Linked DNA regions of Mus musculus: region 1 is linked to region 2. The links are chromatin contacts, called in public promoter capture Hi-C maps. All regions are on one chromosome and are shown on one strand. The core of a region is the stretch at or near the end of the contact, and the rest is flanking DNA. Distances in the headings are between cores, read along the strand shown. Region 1 holds the start of Atox1 (antioxidant 1 copper chaperone). Region 2 overlaps Fat2 (FAT atypical cadherin 2).

The links. Promoter capture Hi-C pulls out the DNA fragments that hold promoters and counts their contacts.
Region 1: a promoter capture Hi-C map of hippocampal neurons shows a contact between it and region 2, with 2.2 times the contacts expected there. The contact joins the promoter of Atox1 here to the enhancer-like site in region 2. A contact is called at or near these places in 2 of 39 promoter capture datasets (cranial neural crest and hippocampal neurons), 10 of 484 Hi-C or Micro-C datasets (the CH12 cell line, brain, cardiomyocytes and 7 more), 2 of 115 datasets of contacts at active chromatin or transcription factors (bone marrow-derived macrophages and embryonic stem cells) and 1 of 9 other capture datasets (liver).

What each region holds. Positions count from the first base shown.
Region 1 is chr11:55,458,676-55,464,493 of GRCm38.p6, reverse strand. Atox1 (antioxidant 1 copper chaperone) reads left to right here and starts at 3,286. Exons shown (of 4, transcript NM_009720.3): 1 at 3,286-3,406. The coding sequence starts at 3,401. It also overlaps the pseudogene Gm12235.
Region 2 is chr11:55,248,577-55,254,479 of GRCm38.p6, reverse strand. It overlaps Fat2 (FAT atypical cadherin 2), which reads left to right. Exons shown (of 23, transcript NM_001029988.2): 22 at 499-956; 23 at 1,982-3,870. The coding sequence ends at 2,514. Among named protein-coding and RNA genes, the nearest start is that of Slc36a1, 47 kb to the right of the region's middle. Within about 2 kb of position 3,744, at least 7 of the 459 cell types and tissues checked have an H3K27ac peak or open chromatin away from gene starts, as enhancers often do. A contact at or near this core is called in hippocampal neurons, where this site is marked.

The DNA.
Region 1 (5,818 bases), core at 2,037-4,536, 210 kb before region 2:
CTCTTTCCACAGTCTAAAGAGTTTGATTCCAGGCACCCATCACAGGAGAGAAGCCACTCATGCAAGCTGTCCCCTGACCTCCAGGCACACACCACCATGGCTAATCAGTGCGTAACACACACACAATAATATTTACAATTTTTTATGGCTTTTTTAAAAAGTTTATTTATTTTATGTATATGAGTACACTGTAGCTGTCTTCAGGCACACCAGAAGAGGGCATTGGATCCCATTACGGATGGTTGTGAGCCACCATGTGGTTGCTGGGATTTGAACTCAGGACCTCTGGAAGAACAGCCAGTGCTCTTACCCACTGAGCCATCTCTCCAGCCCCTACAATTTTTTAAAAATTATTTTTTAAGAGTCCCTGTGGCCTGTCAGTCGCGTGCAGGGAAGATTTGTCTTCTAGTCACACCGAGCTGGTCGCTGGGTTTGTCAAAGGACATCAGCTGCAGAGTTTGTGATTTGGGTGCAGATTAAAGTCATGGCTGGTCCAGAAAGTGATGGCCAATTCCAGTTCACCGGTATTAAAAGTATTTCAACTCTTTCACCCTCACAGGTAGAATAAATTGTGTCCCGGCCATATACGGAGGCATTGCTTTGTTGGTCTTATACTTCAAGTTAAGGCCTAAAACAACTCTAGCTGTGAAAGCAAGAGAAATGGACTTGGAAATGTCTGACCTCATCTGTTAAGTCCCGTGCCTGAAGGAGCTGATGTGAATCCACTATGTAAAACTCAATTTGTACAAGAAATTATGAACCTGGAAAAAATATTTTTTAAATTTAAAATTAAAACCTTACATGGGTGGAGGTGGTGGCTCACGCCTTTAATCCCATCACCCAGGAGGCAGAGGCAGGCAGATCTCTGAGCCCCAGGGCAGACTAGTCTAAAGACTGAATTCCAGAACAGCCAGAGTTATACAAAAGAAACCCTATGTCGAAGATGGATGGATGGATGGATAGATAGATAGATAGATAGATAGATAGATAGATAGAATAACCTTTTCCCTTGTTCTGAGAGGCAGTCAATCAATCTAGCAAAACTTTAAATGGCAGACAATTCCTCACATACCAATTTGTTCTATTTTTAATTTTAGGGAACTGTGTGTGGTGACATCGCAACACTAGGTGCATTAAGGCCAGAAGCAAGCTGTACATCATCAGGTGAGGACTCTCAGTGAGGCATGTCAAGGGCAAGTAAAGAAAGTTGACTTCAGGAGATGAAATAAAGATGGCTTCCCTTCCCCCAGAATAAGTCTGGGGCCATCAGTGCTCAGCACTAGCTCCGTGGCTCTTGCATCAGCCTCTGGGACATTTCTGTCATGGACAGCTAGACGGAAGGTCCTTGTTCTCTAGAAGTTATGTGGAGTTGGAGCAAGGAGGCAGAGAGTGGTATCAGTTCCCTTTGGGGATATAGATGCTTTCCCAGAAGCCTCCCAGCCAGAACGTTCTGCAGGGGGACCTGTTTCTCGGACACTTATGTCTTAACCTTCTGGACAGTTGAATCTTCTCACATCCATCACACTTTTGTATCAGGGTGAAGGGTTATTAGTGCTTGGGACATGGTGTTTTGTAGTGTAGACTGGCTTTGAACTTTCAGCAATCCCCCTGCTTCCAATTCTTTTTGTTGTTGTTTGTTTGTTTTTGTTTTTGTTTTGGGGGGGTTGAGACAGGGTTTCTCTGTGTAGCCCTAGCTGTCCTGGAACTCACTCTGTAGACCAGGCTGGCCTCAAACTCAGAAATCCGCTTGCCTCTGCCTCCCGAGTGCTGGGAGCAAGGCGTGCACCACCATCGCCCAGCCTATTATGTTCTTACATTTATTTTATTTTAGTTCATTTTATTTAAGACAGGTTCTCATGAGGCTCAGACTGGCCTCCAATTCATAAATCCCCTGCCTCAGCCTCTGGAGTGTAGGGGGAATGCTTGTTTTTTTTTTTTTTAAGATTTATTTATTTATTATATGTAAGTACACTGTAGCTGTCCTCAGACACCCCAGAAGAGGGCATCAGATTTCGTTACGGATGGTCGTGAGCCACCATGTGGTTGCTGGGATTTGAACTCGGGACCTTTGGAAGAGCAGTCGGCGCGCTCTTAATTACTGAGCCATCTCGCCAGCCCCGGGAATGCTTGTTTATAGACACATGTGTGCCACCCTTACCCCATCCAGCTAGTCTTAGATTCTTAGGCTTTCCCCTGTTAGCCAACTTCTTATAACTTTTATGTTCAAATTATAGCATGGTTTCAGACTGAACCCATCCTGACACACAAAATGGCAGATTGCCTACTTAGTTTAGGGATCTCCTCTCAGCCTCCAGCTCAAGGACACAAATGGCTGGTAGAGGAGATAGATCCAGTCGGTTGGTCCTTCTGGCACTCTTGAGGAAGCCAATCTTCTTCATGGGTGTCAGTTACCCATGCAGTAACTCGGTTTACTGGGGCTGCCATAATTGGGTGGGAAGGACGCAGTCTCATGGGTTTTTTGTTTTGTTTTGTTTGTTTGTTTGTTTGTTTGTTTTTTGCATAGCCCTGGAGCTTGCTCTGTAGACCAGGCTGGCTTTGAACTTAAGAGATCCACCTGCCTCTGCCTCCAGAGGGCCAGGATTGAAGGAAGGCATGACCACCACCTGGCCCAGCTCTGCCTCAACTTTTCAAGCACTGGGATTACAGTTGTGAATTTATCTACTATGTGCCTTAAATTTGGATTTCTTTTTTAATATGTTTTTTCAGGAAAGGGTCTCAAGAAGTCCAGGATGCCCTTGAACTTTGCAGCCGCAGTAAGCCTTGAACCCAGAAATCTTCTGCCTCAGCCACGTTAGTATCCGGGTCAACAGGCCTGGCGCCCTAGGTCAGGCCACTGTAGTTTAGGGACTGAGTTGAGTGGTAAGCAAGAGAGATGGTCCCTTTAGGGAGATGCCAGATCTTTTATTCCCAGAGCCTTGGCCTTGCATTCCCTAGCCCTGTTTCAGAAATGACCCAGCAGAAAACGCAGGTCTGGCCTCCACAAGATAGCCTTAGCTTGACCTCAAAAAAGCCTGGCCTTTCCGCGTCCGGAGGGGCGTGACCTAACCCAAAAGAGAGGCGGGACCTAGTGAAATATTCATATCGAAAGGCACGGTAAGCAAGAGGAGGCCAGCCCAAGGGAGGAACCTAGCTCTAACTGGACCGGAAGGGACAGGGAATTTAGCAGATCCTTCCTCAAAGGGCCGGGCCTTGACGAAGCTAGCCCCGGAAGAGGCGGGGCATAAGTGGAGCCCAGCCCTAGGGCGGGGCCTGGCCGAAGGATGGGTTGGCCTGAGGGCGGGGCTTTCAGGAGCGCTCTCCGGAAGCGCAGCTTTGGTGTCCGGGAGAGGAGTTCCAGTCGTCGTCGCCGCTGCCACTGCCCGTGTGTGCCGCGTCAGTCATGCCGGTAAGTGGCCGTTCGACCCGCGGGAACTTCTGTCTCCAGCCCGGATGCACTGTTTCCGAGCCCGACGCTGCTGTCAGGGCGCAGGCCGTGGCCAGAGCTGCAGTCGTTTCTCAGTTTACCTTCCGCACGGTCCTCCGGCTTCGGGACCCTCCGGAAAGCTGCAGAGAGCAGTGTAGTGCAGAACACAGGCCTCCGGATCGCCCTAGAGAGTCTTCGAGAGGCAGCCCCATCCTTTTCTGCATAATGGGGAAACTGAGGCAGGGAGGTAGGGCAGAGAACCCATATAGGAATGCGGGTACCTGGCCTTTCCACATGCATACCCTGCCGCCTGCAGGCTTTCCAGAGAAGCATGTCTCTGTTCATCTCTCCTGCCCACACTGCCCTGCTTCCACTTCAGCACTGGGCCGACAGGGTACTTTCTTCCCCAACCAGGAATCCCAAAGCTCAGAGCAGAGTTTAAGGAGCCGAGAGCAGCGCTTATCTTGCCTTTGAAATCACCCCACTCCTTTGCATGGCGGCTTCTAGTCTCATTGCTTAATTTAAAATGAAGGCCTTACATGAGGCCTTGGCACATTACACAAGAAGAGAAGAAAAACCCCAGTGCTTGCTGGAAAGCGTTTATTGTTGGGAGCTAGCTAGGTAGGTAGGATACAAGATGGAGCCAGACCACCTGGGAAGTGCTGGGCAAAACCAGTTGTACTTGTTTGGGGGCAAGCTCTAATCTCAACTGAGTTCCGGAGATGCTGGTCTAGAGTTGTGGAGTGGAGAGCATTTTCCTCCCAGTGCCTCTCAACCCAGAGGTCTCCCAGGAGTATTCTGTGTTTTAGCAGCTTATCTTCTGGGAATGAACCTGAGGCTTCTTCCTGGTACAAATCCTTAAACCTCTCAGGTGTCATTCTTGTGGTTCCTGCCCATTGTCTTCAGACCCTGTCTGCACAAAGCACAGACCAAAAAAAAAAAAAAAACTTGGTAAAGTCCATCCTGCCAGTCAAGCTAGTCCATGTGACAGACTCCTTGGTGACCTCAGGATTCCAGAGTGGAGGCTGCCCGGCTGCTCTTCAGAGGGCAGCAGTGAAGGAAAAAAATAGCTTGAGGGCCTCTCTGTTCTGTGTCTGCCTCTGGGGACACAGGATTTAATGGGAGATGAACAGGCACCTTATCAAGACAAATTGCTAAGTGCAGGGAGGTATTGGTCAAGTGCTACCTCCAATCTAGCCAGGGAAGTAAGTCTTACCCAAGATAGTTTGCAGACCAAAGCTTAACCCAGAAACCTGAAAGTTTGCCCTTGGCTTGCCAGCTGGGCAGCCTCAGGCAAGTTGTTCTGCCTCTCTGAGCCTTTGTCTCCTCATCTGTAAAATCAGGACTGAAAACAGACCTTTCAGGACTGAGGTTGGTATTAACTGGAGTTATATCATCATATTTAACACAGCTAGTGACCCATCTGTCCCCAAGGAGTAGTGACTCTTATGTTGATGTAGGTCGAGTGGGGTAGAACTGGGTAGGCAGGCTTCCACTCCAATTTAACATGGGTCTCACTGGTTAAAAGTTCAAGTCTTGTGTCCTCTCTCCAGCCTAGGCCTTCCTACTCATGAGCTGTGTCTCCTGGGGTCAGTATTTAACCCCGGAGCTTCAGCCTTCTGATCTCTCACAAGGTAGAGTTTCCTGGCTTTTTGAATCATTGTAGCGATTAAAGGAGACATAAAGGAGACAGTGTAACAAGGTGTGAGAGAGTCGGGCACATCAGAGATGTGCAGATACTAGTAAACAGGACTCTAAGACACCAGTGTTCAAAGACTCAGCGTCCTCTAGAGGAATAGTGTCCTCCTCTTCCTCTTTCTCCTCCCCCTCCTACTCCCCCTCTATTCTCACTCTTCCAGTTCTAGTGTCTATAAAAGAATCATACCACTTACTGGCTTTCTGAAGTAATTAATATATATAATATAGTAATACAACAATATGTAGTATAACAATATATATTATACTTATGAGGATTCATTTTGTTATTATCGTTACCAAACATCACCATAGCCCAGGTTGGCTGTAAGTGAATACCTAGCCCAGGATGACTCTTAAACTCATAGCAATCTTTCTGCCTTAGCTTCTCAAGGGTTGGGTTTGCAGAAGTGAGCTGCCACACCTGGCTTATGGTTTTGTTTTGTGGTGCTAGGTGTTGAATCCAGGGCCTGTGTATACAATGTATGTGCTCTGTCACTGAGCCTCAAACCCAAGACCTAAAGAAAGGATCCTGGGGTCTAGTGGCCCTGGCGAGACACCCAGAAGGTGGAGCAGTTTAGGGAATACCCTTGTGAAGACTGGATCACCCTGTCCCTTAAGCCAACTCTGTGTCATCATGTTTAGTTGCACAATGTGTAGGCAGAGGTAGGGAGCTCTGAGCTGGAACATCGGCCTCCT
Region 2 (5,903 bases), core at 2,495-4,994:
ACCTTTCTCATACACACATGTATACTTGTATGCATATTTGCATATGTGGAGGCACATGCACCCAATAATATGAGGTATCCCGAGGAGGATGTCTAGTGTTCTGCTCTATTGCCTTCTGTCTTATTCTTGTGAGATAGCGTCTCCCAGTACTGAGCCTCAGACTGCACACACACACACACACACACACACACACACACAAGAGTGGGAGTGGTAAAGTCACAGGTTTGGGGGTGAGACCTCTATCCCATGGGGCTGGAAAAATAGCTCAGTGCTTAAGAGCACTTGTTGCTCTTTCAGAGGAGCTGGGTTTAATTCCCACCCCCTACATGGTGGCTCACGAATGGTCTGTAGGATATTATTCCAACTCTTCTGGCCTCAAAGGGCATCAGACACACATGCGGTGCACAGACATACACGCAGACAAATTATTCATGCATTAAATATTTTTTTTAAAGAGGGACCTTTAAGACTCTGCTAAGTACTTCTCAATCTCTGCAGGTGTGAGATGGAAGCAAGGGGTTGTTCTGGAGGACACTGTCTCATCACTCCTGAGATTAAGAGAGGGGACTGGGGACAGCAGGAGTTCCTGGTAATCATAGTAGCCTTACCTCTCCTCATCATTGCCACCGTGGGACTCCTCCTCTACTGCCGTCGCTGCAAGTCTCACAAGCCAGTGGCCATGGAGGATCCAGACCTCCTAGCCAGGAGCATTGGTGTCGACACCCAAGCTTCACCTGCCATTGAGCTCGATCCCCTTAACGCCGGCTCCTGCAATGACTTAAACCAACTGGAGCCCAGTAAGACCTCAGTTCCAAATGAACTTGTCACCTTTGGACCTAGCTCCAAACAGCGGCCGATGGTGTGCAGTGTGCCTCCCAGGCTCCCACCAGCTGTAGTCTCCTCCCACCCTGGCCACGAGCCCATCATCAAGAGAACCTGGTCAGGCGAGGAGCTGGGTCAGTATAGCCAGAAGTCCCATGGCTCAGGGATGCATGGAAGTGGGTGGAAGCCTGAAATACTCCATTGGTATATACGTTGGTATACAATGGAACAACCATTGATCAAACCAATCTCTGGGTATTGGGCATGTAGGGATGCATTCCAGGTCACAGTGCATAGATGACTGGAGAAGATGCTAAGTCCCTTGACCCAGAGTTTGCAGCTCATCGTGTCTGTTCCATCACACGGTCCTCTAAACTCCAAATCACACCATAGGACTGATTAATGTTCATGTCATGAAACGTAGACTTGATGGTCTTGGGTGGACTTGGGAATAAAGTGGGGATGTCTGCACCCTTGTGCTGTTCTGGAGATGGAAAAAGTTCTAGCAGTCCAATCTGGAAGTGAGATTTAGCTGGCCCAGAGAAGGAAACTACAGCCCCTTTCATCTTTGGTTCAGAAGGAGTATATTTGTAAAGTGCCTTCTATTTTTTCTAGTATGTTCTCCAGTAGTTACAACAGGTATTGTCATGGCATGTCACCGAGGCCATAAAGATGAAATGAGTTGCTCTAAATCTCAACTTGTCATTGGCAGAGATGGGTGTGGGATAAGGGGACTCCTTCCAAGCCTCCTCTCATCCCATCACCTCCTATGACAGGCACTAAGCCATCACCAAGTCCACAGTGTGCATCCATTTCCTTCCATTCTGAGATTATACTCTCAACTGCAGCTGTCTAACGGAAGTGTGGATGGTAGAGAACTGTCTATGGTTCTCCCTAGACCTCCCTTCTCACCGACACGGGTTGGCAGTGGAGAGTCACAAGATGGGCTGGCATTGAGTTTAACCTCAGGCTTCAATTTACCTTCACTGGATTGTAGATCCATCTCAGCTTCCAGAGACGACATGTACAGATAGGTCATATGCCCACCAACTCCCCGAGCCATCCCTACCAAATGTCAAGTCATTGATAGCCCCTGTACAGCTTGCTAGAATGCACCATGGAAACACAGACCTCACCAAGTCTTACTGTTCTCTTTCAGTATACCCAAGTGGAGCTGCAGTCTGGCCTCCAACTTACTCCCGGAAGGAGCATTGGGAATATCCACATCCTGAAGCAATGCAGGGACCTCTGCCACCCTCTCCTCGACGCCATGTTAGTCCCGCCGTGATGCCAGATCCCGCTGGGCTCTATGGGGGCTTCCCTTTCCCCCTGGAACTGGAAAACAAGCGGGCACCCCTCCCACCCCGTTACAGCAACCAGAACCTGGAAGATCTGATACCTCCACGGCCTCCCAGCCCCCGGGAACATCTGCTTGCCCCCTGTCTCAATGAGTATACAGCTATCAGCTACTACCATTCACAGTTCCGCCAGGGAGGGGGTGGGCCATGCCTGGCAGAGGGGGGCTATAAGGGGGTGAGCATGCGCCTCAGCAGAGCTGGGCCATCCTATGCTGACTGTGAAGTGAATGGTGGGCCTGCCCCAGGACGGAGCCAACCTCGAGCTCCTCCCAACTACGAGGGCTCAGATATGGTAGAGAGTGACTATGGAAGTTGCGAGGAAGTCATGTTCTAGCTTTCTGCTCTCAGAGGAAAGCATGGGGGAAGCCCTGGCCCCACACTGTCTCCCAATGTCATGGGAAGTGAGTTGGGTGTGGCTGAGAGAAGAAGGGAGGCCAGCACATCCCCAGCCCAGATGTCCATCTCTTAAAATGTGCTCTTCAGGTCCCCAGCTTGTCCTTGAGGGTGGAGGGAAGCTGAAGGTAGAGCTGTAAAAATGGCGGTAGGGCCCCAGGAAAGAGGAGGTGCCCAGACAGGTGCACACTGGGGTGAGAACTAGGAGGGTAATCCCTCAGATCCGCCAGCTCCCAGCCCCAGCAAGAAAGAGCTCCAACCACCAGCTCAACGTGTCTGGGCCACATTCTTACAGCTTCTCACAGGCCCATCATGGGGCAGGCAGGTTTGTGCCCAGTAGGCAACCATGCATGCATCTACTGTGGAGAAGAGACCAGGACCTTCTAAGATCCGTGCAGTGGTCTCCTAAGGGGCTGAAGAGTAAGCAGCCTGTAAGCAGGTACTACAGTCACCCGAGTATCTGCTTTGTGTGTACCTTTGGGACATCTATGCCAAGTGTCATATGTCAGCATTGTTCTGGGCACTGGCAACAAGAACATTCTTGGAAGTTGAGTCACATGGACTTCCATCTTCTGGAAGTCTTGTTCTTGAAGCTTCAGGACTTGTTCCCCCTCTGCCGGTGGGATCCTGCCTGAAACCTTCTGCGCAGAAGAATTCAGATCTCTCCGAATGCTGAGTTAATTGTCCCAAACGTCCCAGGCACTTTTAGCCAAGAACAAGAAGGATGTAGTTCATTTGAAAACTTCTTAGGCACTTTTCAACCTTGCTGTCTGGATGTGTTTTCCCAAAAGGGTTTCTTCTTGTTTAGACACAAGGACTTCAACTGCCATCCAGGACCAGGTAGAGGTGGAGATTCAGCCAGCAGATCCAGGCCAGACACCCTGCCTTCTCCCTTCCCTTCATCATAGACGCCTGCCAATCAAGTGTTACCCCCACTGACTCAGCCCTATGCATGGAGGATCAGTGTGGGCACCCACGGACTGTGTGCATGTGCACATGCGTAGAAAGTTATGTAGCTGGGAGTGACAGAGACTGGAAGCCAGGGAGGCCTGTAGTGGCCTGAACACTCTGTCCTCTGCCAGTCCCTCTCTGGTCCGCTGCCTTTTCACGTGTGTGGTTTTGGAGTTAGAAGTCAAGAGGAAGAGACTCCCACCCACAGAGCTGTTCAGAAAGACTGCTGTGTGGGCGGGTGCATTTGTCGACCATGTGTGACTGTGGGTGTGACTGATTGCACAAGTGGCTTTGGTGGCCATTTGATTTTTTTTTTTTAACAATAAATATCTTTTTTTTTACTGTTATTTTCTGTGTCGCTTAGAGCACTTCAGGCTGGGTCAGGGCCATGTCAAGAGAGTGTCCAAGTCCAGGTTCATAAAGAATCCAGGAGCTGGAAGGGTTTATCACTCTGACACCTGCTAAGCTAGACTCTAGAGCTTAACTAGACATGACGTCAGAGGTCTGGGCGGGGCCAGAACACTATTTTGGAGAAACGCCTCCGATTCCAATATTCCTCAAGTTCAAATTTTAAAAAGATCTTTGAGCTGGGCATGATGGTGCACACCTTTAATCCCAGCACTTGGAAGACAGAGGCAGGCAGATTTCTGTGAGTTAGAGGCCAGCCTAGTCTACACAGTGAGTTCTAAGACAGCCAGGACTACACAGAGAAACCCATTCTTAAAAAAAAAAAAACAACAACAACAAAAAAAAACCATCACCACCATCATCACCACCATCATTATCACCACCACCACCATCATCATCATTTAATCTATTTGTATATGTGTTTGAAGGCCAGAGGACAACTATGGGAGTTAGCTCTCTCCTTCCATCAAGTAGCTCCCAGGGATCAAACTTAAGTCATCAAGCTTGGTGTCACACTCTTACCAGCTGAACCATCTCACCAGCCCCAAGCTCCTCAATATAAAGATAGGGAAACTAAGGCTATGGAGTACCAGGGTGTCTAAAGTCCAAGGCTCAAGACTTCATTTCTCAGCACCACATGGGATGGCTGCAGTAGGGGCCTTGCTAACAGAACAAGTCTTGGGGACCCAGCAACTACTGCTCCTCTGTTCAATGGGACACCCCCCTGGTGGCTGTCGAGACCTGAACCTGGAAAGTCCAGTCAGTCACAGATGGCCAGTGTGCGATATCCATGTGGACTCAGGGCTCTGCAGTCAGGTAGGTTAGGTTGCCTTGCTCTCAGCTCCACTGCACACTAATACATCCTCGATCAGCTTTGACCTGACTCTTGTTCTGAGAGCTTCTTTTAAGACCTCATGTTGCCCAGGCTGGATACATCCCAACTCAGTATGCAGCCAAGGACAACCTCAAAGTTCCCATCCCCCACCTCCATCTCCTGCGTGCTGGGTGTGCATCCTCACATGGGGTTTATGCAGTACTGGGAATAGACTTCAGAGCTTCATGCGTGCTAGGCAAGACTCTACCAATTGGAGCCACATCCCCAGTTCTTGTCAGAGAGGCTCTCAATAGGTCTTGAGTGGAAGACACAGAGATGTCACTCAATCCCCTTACACATGCATGAGCATCCCTCAAAAGAATGACATGTCTCTTGCATCAGTGAACCAATGTAGGCATACCAGGAGCCAAAGTGCACAGTACACAATAGAGCCCATTCCTGATGCTGTAACAGGACATCAAGCTTGATTATATCATATGGAACAGTTTCGCTCCTTCTGCCTCAGCTTCTCAACACTGGAATTCCACTGCACATTTCACAACATGGCAGAAGTTTTCAGGCAATCTACCTTAGCAATTCTTCCCTCCATGTGTGATACATACTGCTGTGCAGCCAGACTTCTACTCTTCCCATTTTATCCAGTCTGAGACTCCATCCCACACTCAGGGTTGGTCTTCCCCCTCAGTTAAACCTCTTTAGAAAGTCCCTGGGCGGGGGTGGGGTGGGGTGGGGCTGGAGAGTTGGCTCAGTGGTTAAGAGTGCCGGACTGTTCTACCAGAGGTCCTGAGTTTGATTCCCAGCAACCACATGGTGGCTCACAGCCATCTGTAATGGAATCTGACGCCCTCTTCTGGTGTGCCTGAAGACAGCTACAGTGTATTCACATACATAAAGTAAATAAATCTTAAAAAGAAAAGAAAAGAAAAGAAAAGAAAAGAAAAGAAAAGAAAAGAAAAGAAAAGAAAAGAAAAGGAACTCCCTTGAGGACATAACCAGGTGTCTCCTGGGTGATTCTTTTAAAAGTCACGGTTATACCAAAGATGGTCTGTATTTTCTTTATGATGGCTTCTGTGATTTTATGATATCTCTTCTAGTTTTATGTTTTACTAATGGCCCCGGGTCTCACTCAGCTTTTT